2 separate regions of the Anser cygnoides genome follow, and region 2 is linked to region 1. The links are chromatin contacts, called in public Hi-C maps. All regions are on one chromosome and are shown on one strand. Each heading gives the region's core, a stretch centred on a gene start, on an enhancer-like site or on the middle of the called end of the contact. The rest is flanking DNA. Distances are from core to core; before and after follow the strand shown.

Region 1 (6,018 bases), core at 1,833-4,332:
TTAATATTGTGGTATTTACTAATATGGGCATTACAAAAGACATGCCCTAAAGAAGAACCGAGGTTTGAGCTAGGTAAAGGAAACAATGTGGTAAAACCATAGGCCTCTCTGTCACTTTTTATCTGAAATCATTTCGCAGAGGTTTAAATGAATCTTAGCGTGCTCCAGTTACCTTTATCTCCTCATACTGATTTAGTAGGCACAGTCATACTAAGGATGTGGTAAGTCCCTGGCAGAGTGCAGATGGATGAGGAAAGCTGGGTCTCTGGTGACAGACCCGTTGCTGTATACCCATTGCATTCAGCCCAACTAAAAAGGGGGAAGTGGCTTTGTATTACATTTACCATCTTCGTTAGGCAACAAGGATGATCTCCAGTCCCTCTGTCAGGAAGTGTGATCTTAGGATAGTCCTGGACTAACACAAGTGTAACTGCATGCCTGAAACAACTTGTAGTGTTGTGCAGCACGGCAAACAGGATCAGTGAAACACAGCATGAAACTAAATCCATCCACTGTCAAAACGAGGTGCCAGGAGTAGGCAGAGCGGGGCCAGCTGTGTATATCTACGTTATTTAAAGGTTTCCTTCCACAAAAATGACCACATTATCCAGATGTGGCTATATCTTTACATCACTGGTGTGGTGATTCGTATGGGCAGTCCACAGATCTGACTACTTACTACTAGCACTGTAGGTAGGCCTGTTATAAGCTTTAAGTGTATCCCATCGCTGTGGTAAAGTATGGTAAATACACATTTTTCTTGCACAAAGAGTAGGAAAATATGCAAAGTTAAGGGTTTTTGGACACTTGTGAGTAAAGGACAGGGAAGAAAAGTTAAACAGAAAAACTGTTTTTTGCGTTTAGCAGACAAAATGAGAACAAAACAAACTGTTGCTGTTGTCAGTAAAGATTTGCACTGCTTACTTCCATTTTTGGCACAGTTCTTTTTACCATGCTTAGAAGAAAAAACAGCAATCACCAAAACCTCTCTTGCTGGTCAACAATTCATTTGTTGATAATGTAAATGAACCTCAAGAAGAGGGCACCAAAGTAAAAAAGTTGAGCTACTAAATCCATGGACAGTTCCAGGATAGTCTTAACAGCTGGTGTTAACACTGAAAACATTGACTGGTACTGCAAAGGGTGAGCACAACGTGTTGAGCAGGTAGGGGCTTGTCAATGAGCCAGATACAGCTTTTTCAAGGTCGCTTCCAGACAGCTGTTCAAGAGTGATGCGGCAATTTTGTGCTCTAACCCTACTGTAACTGATGACTGGACATTCAGTAGGATGATTCCCCTCTCGTTCCATAAAACTGCCATTTATGTGGGGATAAGACCAAACAAAATTGGCATGTGATTATTGCATTTCAGCTCTGTGGTGATCTACCTCAATTTACATTAGGCCAAGGGACTTTAAAACTCCAAATTTGACTGTACAAGAGTTATCCTCTGTCCAACTACCTGAAAGGAAGTTGTGGGGAGCTGGGGGTTGGCCTCTTCTCACAGGTAACTGGTGATAGGACTAGAGGGAATGGCCTCAAGTTGCACAAGGGGAGGTTTAGGTTGGAAATGGACATTTCTAGGAGAGAAAAGGAGACATTTCTACTCAGAAAGAGCAGTCAGGCATTGGGACGTGTTGCCCGGGGACGTGGTGGAGTCACCGTCCCTTGGGGTGTTCAAGGAAAGGTTGGACGTGGTGCTTAGAGACATGGTTTAGTGGATGATATTGGTGGTAGGGTAATGGTTGGACCAGGTGAAGGTCTTTTCCAACCTTAATAATTCTATGATTCTATGATTATTTGCCCTCTGCATCTCTCTGGTCTGGGCTGCAGCTATGGATCTAAGCGATGCTGTAATCAAGCTTGGAGGTTTGATTATTAGCTTCATCTCTGCGAGGAAGGTTCAGTCTTCTCACCAGTCACAAAGAGAACGGTGTTGGCAGGTGATGCCATGGGAGGTGGGAACTAGGGACTTAAAATAACCTGGGATTTGAAATTAAACTGTAACAAAACTCCAAACGGGCTAGTTCTGATCAAGTAATTCATTTCAATCCTGCGCCCTACCTTACCGACCAGTTCCTCACACTTACAACCAAACATTCCCCTACATCAGGTATTATTTGCCAGTCTTGTTGCACTGCAGCCCTGGTTAGGTAAGTTAGGTAAATTCAAGGCTTTTTATTGTCTTGCCATTTCCCCCCCCCCCCCCCAGTTTTCCAAGGACTTGAAGATATTGATGTCAATTGTGCCAAGAAAATAAAAGCTGGAAAACAGTAGCATATGAGGTGCAAGAGAAATTGTGTTCCTGTCTGTACACCAAGCATTTTTCAGTTTCTTCACCTCTGGTTGAAGGGTTTTGATGGTGCAAATAATAGTTACTCTAGATCTAAATCAGCTGTTTAATCCAAGAGCTTTTTTGTTTGTTTCCTTTTTTTTTTTTTTAAATATAGTTGTAGCTTGTAATGTCACTCAAGTGTGTGCTGACAAGAGATGGAGACCAATGGTCCAGTTAGTCAATGCTGTCCCACGCAACGGCAAAAGGAGATGCTGCTGAGGGCGCACAAATGGACCCAACTGCCTCCAGTGGCACTTTCTTCTTCCCCCTTCTGGCCTAGCACCAGCAAGGTATGTGGGTACCAGCTCCCTGATGAGCAGAACGGGCACTATGACCACCTGTGTGTATGGATATGTGGAATTTCACTACACAGAAGCACTGGAGGTGAAGCGCTGCTGTGCCCTGAGACTGATCTAAGTCATCAAGGACTGCTTTTTGCCTCCCGTTCAGTGACATTCAAATCTTCAAGACCACTCCTGCCCCAGAGGAAAGAGCAGTGCCCTGCAGGCGGCCTCACCACCTCCCCGCCCTACGACCCGAACAACACAGCCCGACCCCGCCGGCCTCCGACCCCGCCAGCCTCCGACCCCGCCAAGATGGCGGCTGCCGCCCTTCGCCTCAGCGCTGCGCCCGCCACCTCCCGCGCGCGCGAGCCCCGCCCGCGCGCATGCGCAGGGCAGGAGCGTGGGGGCCGGGCAGCCGGGGCCGAGAGCCTCGCGGCGCTCTGGCGGGGGAGGGGAGGGCGCACACACGTGAGCGCCGGGACCACCCGGCGGCTCCCCGGCAGCTGCCGTGTCCGGCGAGCGGATTGGCCGGTCGGTGAACCTTTCACCTTTTACCCGCCTTCCGCCGCCAATCGCGCGGCTCCTTTCACAGCGCGGCGATGGGGAGCGTGCGAGCTGCGCAGGGCGGAATTCTCGGAGCGGGCTTGCGTCGCGGGCGTTGGGCGGCCCCCGTTGGTATGGGTGGGAGGGCTGGGGGAGGTGCTCCGTTTGCGTAGGGCCGGCGGCGTAAGGGGGGGGGGCAGGCAGGGGGAGGCGGCCGCGCGGGGGCCCAGGTGAATGGAGGAACCTGACAGCCGGGGGCAGCGCGGCGGCGGCGGGCAAATGGCGGCGGCGGCGGCACAATGAGACGCGGCCTGTAGCGGGGGGACGCGCCGGGCCGCCTCCCGTCACAGCAGGTAGGAGATGGCGGCCGCGGCCCGGCCCCGCGGGTGCGTGAGGCGGGGGCCGCGCTCCGGCCCCTCACGGCTTTGTCTGCGCGCGGGGCGCTGAGGGGGATGGGGGGGGCACGGGGCGCCGCTCCGGGGCGGTGTGTGAGGCGGTGTGCGGGGCGGTGTGCCCGCAGCGTGCCCGCAGCACGGCCCCGCGCCGCTCTTCCCCTCCCCGACCGCTTGTAGAAGGGGGGAAAATGTAGCGGCAGGGTGGTGAAGGCGTGCCTTGTGCCGCGTGGTTCGGGGCTGAGAAAGGCCAGGAGGGGAAAAAGGCGTAGTTCTGCGCTGGGGTTGGTTGGTGCCGGGGGTAAAACTGGAAAAAGGAGTGAATGGGTAGAAAACTGACTGTGATATTGACATCTGGAGGGATTTCTTAGTGTATTATCCTTCCTCATAAATCATTATTTCCAAAAAGTAAATCACCAGTTAACTTCAAATACTGGAAGTCTGGAGGTTGTTTGGTACTTCAGGTTATAAGATATCAGCAGTCTTTACGCTAAGGTATTGAACATCAAGTTATACCGTGAGCTAAAGTGGTGCAAGTTGTAGGTTTGAAGGTGATGACCACTTTTAAATGAAAAATCAAAACAACTTTTTAGACACTCTTTTCTTTATATTACTTTGTTTTTTGTTTTGATATATAAACCATTCTGGGTGCTGTGGTGAAGTGCGAACTGCATGCATATCTTTGGTGAGTTGAGTGTGTGTGGTGTTTTTCTTTAACCAGTTGATATAGACACAAACAGGAATGACTTCTAATATGCCATAATTATTCTAAGTCTCTCTATGAAGAGGAGCTTTCCCATTGTCTGTGTCTCCAAGATGTGTTGTAGTCTTCCAAACTACAAAAGGTTTGGAGATATTCCTAGAAGGTTGCAGCTGGAAGGTGCTTATATGTATATCCTCATTGGATTGCTACTTCATTATTTATTAATGCATAGGATTTAAAAGTATATACCTGTGTATTCAGAAGTGCCAAGCTTTGAATTAGCTACTGCTGTTTATGAAAGTGTCTTGGTGATGCTTCAGTTCTGTGCAAGTGGCAGCTCAGTACTCAGCAACCAAAAAAGCTAAAAATGTTGGAATTAACAATTAAATTAAAATAAACTGGCATCAGTATGATGGAGTTTAATTCCTTGTTTGGCCTATATATTTAATGCTAAATGCAGTTTGGGTATTCTTCCTGTCTGTCTATTCTACATGAAAAAGGCTGTGTTAGGCTAAAAAAAAAAAAAGGTAGAGGCAAAGTTGACTAGGACTTTTCACCTGGGGAAAGAGTCCCCAGAGGAGGGGTAAGGGGCATTGTGCAGTAACTTTTTTTTCACCTGCTTTTGAAAGGTTACTGTAGTTTACAGATTTAAAACAAATGAAAGGAGTTACTACTTTATATCATGGGTAACTAAAATACCTGGTGCAGCATATTAGGAATGCCAAAAGTTTACCTGAAAAATGAAACAGTTAATTTGTGTGTGTGTGGGGGGGGGGGGGGGGTCAGAAACTATCAAACACGGAAATATCTTCTCAGGCTCGGCAAACATCAAGGTGACTGGTCAGTGAAGGTAAATTATGTAAATTCAAGGCTTCCCTTACTATTATACTCCTTCGTATATGTCCTCCATTGGATACTGGCAGAGGGAGGCCAACAAGCTGGAAAGATACTTTGTTTGACATATTATACAAACCTTTTTTTATAGGAGTTATACTTTGTTTTTGAGATCTACCTTAATGCTCTGTAGATTATGGGAAGAAAAAAAGCAGAATCTACAGTTTAAAAAAAAACACACATTTTTTGTGTATTCCATACATTTCCTGTTTCAAAGATTTGTAAGGTCCTTTTTCCTTGACACAAAGTTGCTTCAGGTGCACCTTATTACAGAGTTTCAGTACTGCTGCTTTGCCCATGTACACTTTCTGTATATGCATTGATCTGTAACTGAATGCAAATTACTGACAAAAACAAACAGAAAGCATTTTTATACTTTTTAGTAGAGCAAGGAGCAACCTGGTAAAATGGATATGGTGAACGTGGAGTTGACTTATTTCTCTTCGGGTAAGCTGTAGAATGTGAGTGAGAGCAACAGTTCAAGAAGATTTTTTGAAAGGATTTTATGCTTAAGGACGAGCATTATAGAGTGACAAGCATTATAATGCGAAGACTACAGACGAGTTTTATGTATGGCCTTCATCTAATCTATCAAGCATCAAAGCATACTTTGACATGGATTATACCATTATTTCATAATTATTGGAGAGAAAATGTGGTTTTCTTTTTCTCTCGTGCAGTTGGTGTGGTACAAACGGCGGATATGGAGCTTGATAGGTTGCTGGCAGAGCAGTGAGGTGGCCGCTGTGCTCCACTTCCCTCCTGTCGTAATGGCTTGCTCTGTAGCCACTGACCATCTGTGTCCCATCACCTTCGTATTTCAGCAGTAATTTCTTCATACTGATAGCACAGAATTTATTTTACACTC
Region 2 (6,070 bases), core at 1,919-4,418, 180 kb before region 1:
GTTTCTGGTTTAAATATAACAATACTAATTTGTTTGATTTCCGGATCCTTTCTCATATTTTAGAGAATTGCACGGGACTCACAAATAGCATGTGCTCCCTGAGTGCAGTGCTCCAAAGCGTACAAGCCTGAGCAGCCCTGCAGTTGGCTTGAACGCAGTAAGCTGTGGGTGCTTCCCACTTCCACCTTCATCCCGCTCTTATCTCACCTGGAAAGGCATATGTTCTGAGCAAGCTTCTCCATTTCTGTTTACAAATGGAGAAACCACTCTTCTCTCCACCCCCTACTTACCCACTCCTTTCTCAAAATATATTTTTATACTTTCCTCCACTTTTCAGCCTCTTGTTTCCATGTTTACTTTTCTTCCTAACTTAAATAGGTCACCAAGCTCTTTAAAGACACTTGGGGGAAAGAAAAAACAACCACAGAATGGTGTATCTCAAAATGTATTGCAAAGAAAGTAGCTGACAGCTGCGAAGATGTCTCAAAGAAACAAAGTATATTCAATCTGGTCTACATTTTGTCCCCAGCACAAAACTTAGAAACTGTATTTCCTGCCTATCTGCTACTCTTGCCCATGGTTAAATGTTACAGGCAACGTTTAGAAAAAAAGGTCAGGGCAGGGAGTGAGGGGCACAAACCGTGCTGGCATTCACAGCCTGCTGCTGAGGATGTCCCCTGGGGCAAGGGGACTTGTGGCTTGGGGTTCTGCCTCAGAGACTGCTGATGTTCTGCTCAGTGGTGCTTCTCCTGCGTTAAAGGAACTGTTTGAAGAAAAACTTATGGTGTATAGCTCTTCAGGTGACCTGCTGATTCCAGGTGAGTGTGCTTTGCAAGCACATTTAGTTGTAACTTTATCCTTTGGCACTGAGCACTGTAGGTGTTGTGGAGGGAACTGATCCTCTATCACAAGATCCCGCTTCCCTGCAGAGGTGGTCAGTCTGTGCCCAGGATGTGGAGCCTGGTCAGACAAAAGGTAAACTTTGTAATATTCAGCTGGGAGAATGAAATGCCGAGTCTGCATGATTTCTGCATGAATTCAGAGCAAGAAGTTAGCCTGTTTAACTGATGGGATCCTTCCACTGGTGCTTCTGAAAATACATTGCTTTGATGTCAGCATTTGGAGTTTATTACGTCTCTTCATTCTTCACCCACTGAGGAAAGAGATCTTCTGTAGCAACTACCACCTACTGAAGCTTTCTGTCAAGCAATGTGCAACTTCTAGTAACTACTAAGAAACAAACAAACAAAATAACTGAGAACTACCAGGGTTAAAACCTTTCATGCCAAAGACGCATGTCACTGGTATGCTGCACACGAATGTTATTCTCCCAATAAATGCTGTTCCTCCCACCACAGGCCTGCCAAATGACTCATTATTTGAATAACAAGTTTATGTTGCTGTACCCAAGCAAGAATAAAGGGAAGCATCTTAATATCTTGTAGTACTTGTTCGTCGTTGGTTATGAGTAGGGGTAAATGGGTGTGTTACGCTAATGAGAGCGCAGTTACCCTGCAGCATTATAATTGCTTCTCTGCTGGCCTAAAGATATTGTGCAGTTCTTCCTGCAGAGTAAACCATGCCAATGCCATTGTTGCTTTCGCATGTCAGTAGCAGTATTTGGTGCTTCCCACCCAGTCTCATGGGCATTTTGCACATCACAGGAAATGTCTGAAAATGCTGCATATTCACTGACAACCATTTGTGGTTTGGTTTAGAGGCTGAACAAATGGCTTCTAAATACATATTCCTTTCTTCCAAGGAAAAAGAGCTGCTGCTCTTTCCTTTTCAGCAGCTTCCCCACCCTTCCATTCTAATTTCAGTCATTCTATCCTCTCCTTTGTTGTTTAGGTGCGGTGTGTGGGCAGCTTTATATTGTTTGGGTAATGCACTGAATGCTCATTTACCTAATGCCTGCTGTTTGCCTGTGTATATTGGTCTTTCTAACTCAGCATGTACAAAGCTGTTTAAGGTAGTAAAATCAGAGCCATGAAAGCCTCCGCATGGGGAAATGCAAAAGAAGAACTTAATGCAGGCAGTTTTTAAGTACAATGATGCGTTGTCCACTATCAGCAAGCTTTCTGAACACAAGGGACTGTTTTTAGGTTGAACTTAAAAGATCTAGGTGCACAAAGTCATTTCTTAGGGGGTGTGTTTTTGTTACAAATGAATCGCTGCCAGTAAGGATTGCTCGTGTACTTTAGTGACTGAGCCAGTTTTCCCAAGGCAAATTCACAGATAAGATTTTCTATTCTGTATCGTCTACCTGTAGAGTTCAGCCCTCTGGACTGTGTGCAATCCCTCTCACTATTCTAAAGTTTATTAAGATGTAATCGACTCTGAATGTACTGTGAGGCAAGTGGTTGGACAGATGCAATTTTACACACTGGTGATACAAACTTCAAGTAAACAGTAAGTCAAAACCATGCTAGTGAATAAATGAGATTTTCCACATCGGGTGACAAGCTTGTCTGTAAACACAAGACGATTACAGCATTCAGTTCCACCCCAGTGACAATTTAAAAGATCATAATAACCCCAAAGTGTGCCAGTACAGGACCCAACCCAGGCATTAGTGCTTCAAGGTCAGAACCAGCTACAAAACAGTATGTGCCTCACCATAAAATTCTGGCAAAATTTCCATTCACCTTTCCACTGAGGGACAGGAGTTCCTGACGGCTTGGGAGCAACTTAAATATGGTGTTATTCCAAGTAAGGCTGGGTTGGCACGTGGCCAGCTGATCATCCTGGACACCCAGCTGTGGGTCGAAGTGAGTCCCCAAAGGCAGGGAACGTTACTGGTGTGAGCTGGCCTGCTTGAACCTATCTGGCATCAGGGGGGCTGGCAGCACGGCAGGGCTCTCGGCCCCTGCTTCCCGCTGACTCCTGGAGCTCACCCGCCTCTCACTCCCGAACCGTGTGTCTTGAGGCTCCTGGCCGCAGTAACGCTATGTGTGGCTCAGGGACGTTTATCGCTGGTGGCCTGTTTTTCTGCTTCGTTATGCGGATAACTATGCGAGGTCTCGGCAGCAGGGGGCAGTAAGATAGCCTCTGTCAAGGAGTACATTTTTGTGCCTTGTGAAATAGAGAAAAGCCTCACACGCTCGGTTTGTTTACATTATATTATTGTTCAGATATGAAGAAGCTGTTCATTCTTTCTTCCTTCCTCCCTCCCTCCCCGTGGCTCAGTGCATACTTTGATGCAATGATTACTTTGCTGCGGTAGATTGAGTACAAAATGTTCGCTCCTCTGCCTTCGGTTGGCTACAGAGCCTGCTCCGTGGCTGGCAGCCCACCACCACTGCTTTCTTTCTGTTCTGATGATTTTTCCAGACTAACTTGGGCATATATAACAGACTTTTTCCCTGGATTGGTTACAGCAGACAGAATCACCTGATGCGCACACGTTTTTGCTCCCTGGGCTTTGTTTTGCTCTCAGATTCCAGCTGTAACTCTCCGTGCATCCAGGTGAATCCCTGTTCACACTGCCTGCGGCGACCTGGGGTTATTTCGGTTACGGCAGCTGGCAAAGTGCTGGCCGTGCCTGCTGTCTTCGGTAGAAAGGGGGTCTTCTCCGGGAGCCTGGCCGTGGGTTGCCCTGCACCTAAATGCACGTTCATGTTTGCGTGACGAGTCTTGGGGTGCTTGGTGATTCTCATAGCTCCAAAATGCGATTTTGTGAGAAATTCACCTTTTCATTTCCTAGCGCATTTCCTTTTAGCTGTTACTAGCCGAGCAGCACGAAGCCTGTAGGCTTAAAGAACGAGAGGTGAGGAGAAGGGGAGGGAAGGGGTCCGATCTCCTTGTATTTTCCAACTAATCGACTTGTCAAACTTTGCCGGGTGGGCGCGGGGTCGCGGCCCCTCAGGGCCCCCGAGGCGGGCTGCTGCCGCTGCCCCGGCCCTGTCAGCGCCGCCGAGCTGCCCCCCGGGGCCGGGGCCTGCCCCCGCCGCCAGGGCTCCCCGCAGCCCGCCTTACATAACGCCGGGCCGCGGCGGCGGGGAGGGCCGGGCCGAGCCGAGGCGGTGGCGGCGGCGGTACCGGGGGCGGGCTCTCTCCGCGCTGGCCGCCGGGGCCGGGCGGCCCGGCCGGGGGCGAGGCGGGCGCAGGGCGAGCCGAGAGGAGCAGCCCCGCCGCCCCTGCTCGGGGGCTGCCCGCGGGGGACGCGCGGCGGCGGCGGAGGGCGCCGCGGCGGTGAGTGGGGAGCGGGGAGCGGGCCTGCGGCGCCGCACGGAGCCCGGGGGGAGCGGGGGGACGGCGAGACCCGGCCGGGGCTCCGTGGGGCTCCCCGGCAGCCGTAACGGTCCGGAGGCACGGCCCCCCGGCGGCACGGGGCTCCCCGGGTAACAGCTCCCCGGTAACGGCTTCCACCGAGCGCCTTTCGACCGCGGCGCCGAAGCCGCGTCCCCGAGGGAGCGGCAGCCCGGTGGGAGCGCCCGGCAGCGGCTCACAGCTTCGCCCCGCGGGTGTCAGGCTCTCCTGCCCCGGGCCGGTCGCTGTCACGTTTCGGCAGCGTGCGGTCGTCGCGGCCAGGACGCCGGTGCGGTTTGTGACCGCCTGTTGGTGCTCTGCGCGGCTGCTAAAGGTACCCCAGGTGTGCCCCGACCCCCTTCCCTTTCCCCTAGGCGATCAGAAGGGATCCCGGGCTGCCTGAGAGAGCCGCTGCCCTCGCTTTTAGCCCCCGCACCGCTGTGGTATGACAGCGTGCAGGATGTGGTATGGCAGTATGGAGCTGTTGTATGACAGCACGGAGCGTGTGGTATGACCCCCAGCCCCAACGTGCAGTAAGGCTTCGGTTTCTCATGGGCTTGTTCCCACCATCGATTTCGTTTCCAAACGTTTATTTGCTCGACCCACATGAACTGAGGTCTTAGTCCAGGAAAACTTAATTCCTGGGAAGAGCTTTGCTCGTGTCGTGTTCACAGACAGGAACCGTTCACGTATACACAAGGATTAATTGCACAAATGAGGGTTGCAGGGCTGTGCTCCCCTTTACAAGTTTGTCGAAACAATGAATGCCTCCCTTTCCCTTCGTCTTCGATCTAAGCTTGGCTATCTTATATCATTAATGAAAAACAGCATCACTGCTATAAGCTTCCCGGCCCCTTGCTGCTACTTTCTGATGTCAGTTGTTCGCCCTTGGCAGGCTGCGTGCCATCTGAAAACCTTTGTACACAGTGGCTGGGTTTCGGGGAAGGAATTTTAAAAAACGCAGCAACGCTTTAAAAGCCCATTGGTCGCCTTTCCGTTTTTTTTCTTTCTTTTTCTAAAAGTGTCTCAAATCCGTGAGCTGTTGAAACGTACGCTGGCTTGGCATGGTCTCTGTGGTTGCCGAGTGTGTGAGCAAGCGAGGAAATGTAACCCGCTGCAGTCCCCTGGCAACTTTTATTTCAAGGAGAAGCAAACTTGCAGTGAGTCACGGGAGCATTGTTCCCTGCAAACTGTCCGTCGGGAAGTGGAACCTCACAAAGCTGATGGGCTCGCTATAAGAAAACAGTTTTCCCTTACACATGGCGCTGTTTTCATGTTCCTCGTGAAGTATCAGATCCTGAGCCTTCTCAAGCTCCCAAGGAAGGCAGAACTTGCTGCCTTTCGGGGAGTAGTGCCGTGGCATTTGCCCTTTCTTGTGTTAGTTTCAATTCTTTCCTTCAGTCTCATATTTCACTGCTCCTTCTTTCCCTCCCAACCTGGTCAAGACTTTTACTATGTCTTTGAGTTCACCGCGCATATGACCTCTGTCTGGCCTTCATGCACTGACCTCATGGAAAAGAACACCTTCCCTTTATTTTTGTGTAAGCCGTTTTTCTTCCCTCCAGTTCTCTGTGGCTCCTAAATTATCCTGAAAAAAAACCCTCTGTGGACACTTGTGGGTGCTCAGTCTCGGGATGCAGCTGCACTTCCACGTACGTGACTTTGAAGAGCGGTGCCCCTACCTGGGGAGATGCTCTAGGCCTAGCACCTGCATCTTCCAAAAAGATAACTGGCCTTCATCTTTCAACATAATTTCTATTGGAAACAAGATTTTTATTTTTTTTTTCCCTTACTATGTGTGTGCACGTGCATCTTGTAA

Evidence for each region. Hi-C and Micro-C count contacts between places; a contact is called where the count stands out from the background.
Region 2: a contact with region 1 is called in a Hi-C map of liver, with 2.1 times the contacts expected there. The contact joins the promoter of SYNE3 here to the promoter of DICER1 in region 1. A contact is called at or near these places in 2 of 7 Hi-C or Micro-C datasets (granulosa cells and liver).

Annotation. Positions count from the first base shown.
Region 1 is chr5:51,465,380-51,471,397 of Taihu_goose_T2T_genome, reverse strand. It overlaps DICER1 (dicer 1, ribonuclease III), which reads left to right and starts at 3,082. Exons shown (of 29, transcript XM_066998296.1): 1 at 3,082-3,149.
Region 2 is chr5:51,645,289-51,651,358 of Taihu_goose_T2T_genome, reverse strand. SYNE3 (spectrin repeat containing nuclear envelope family member 3) reads left to right here and starts at 3,168. Exons shown (of 18, transcript XM_066998302.1): 1 at 3,168-3,468.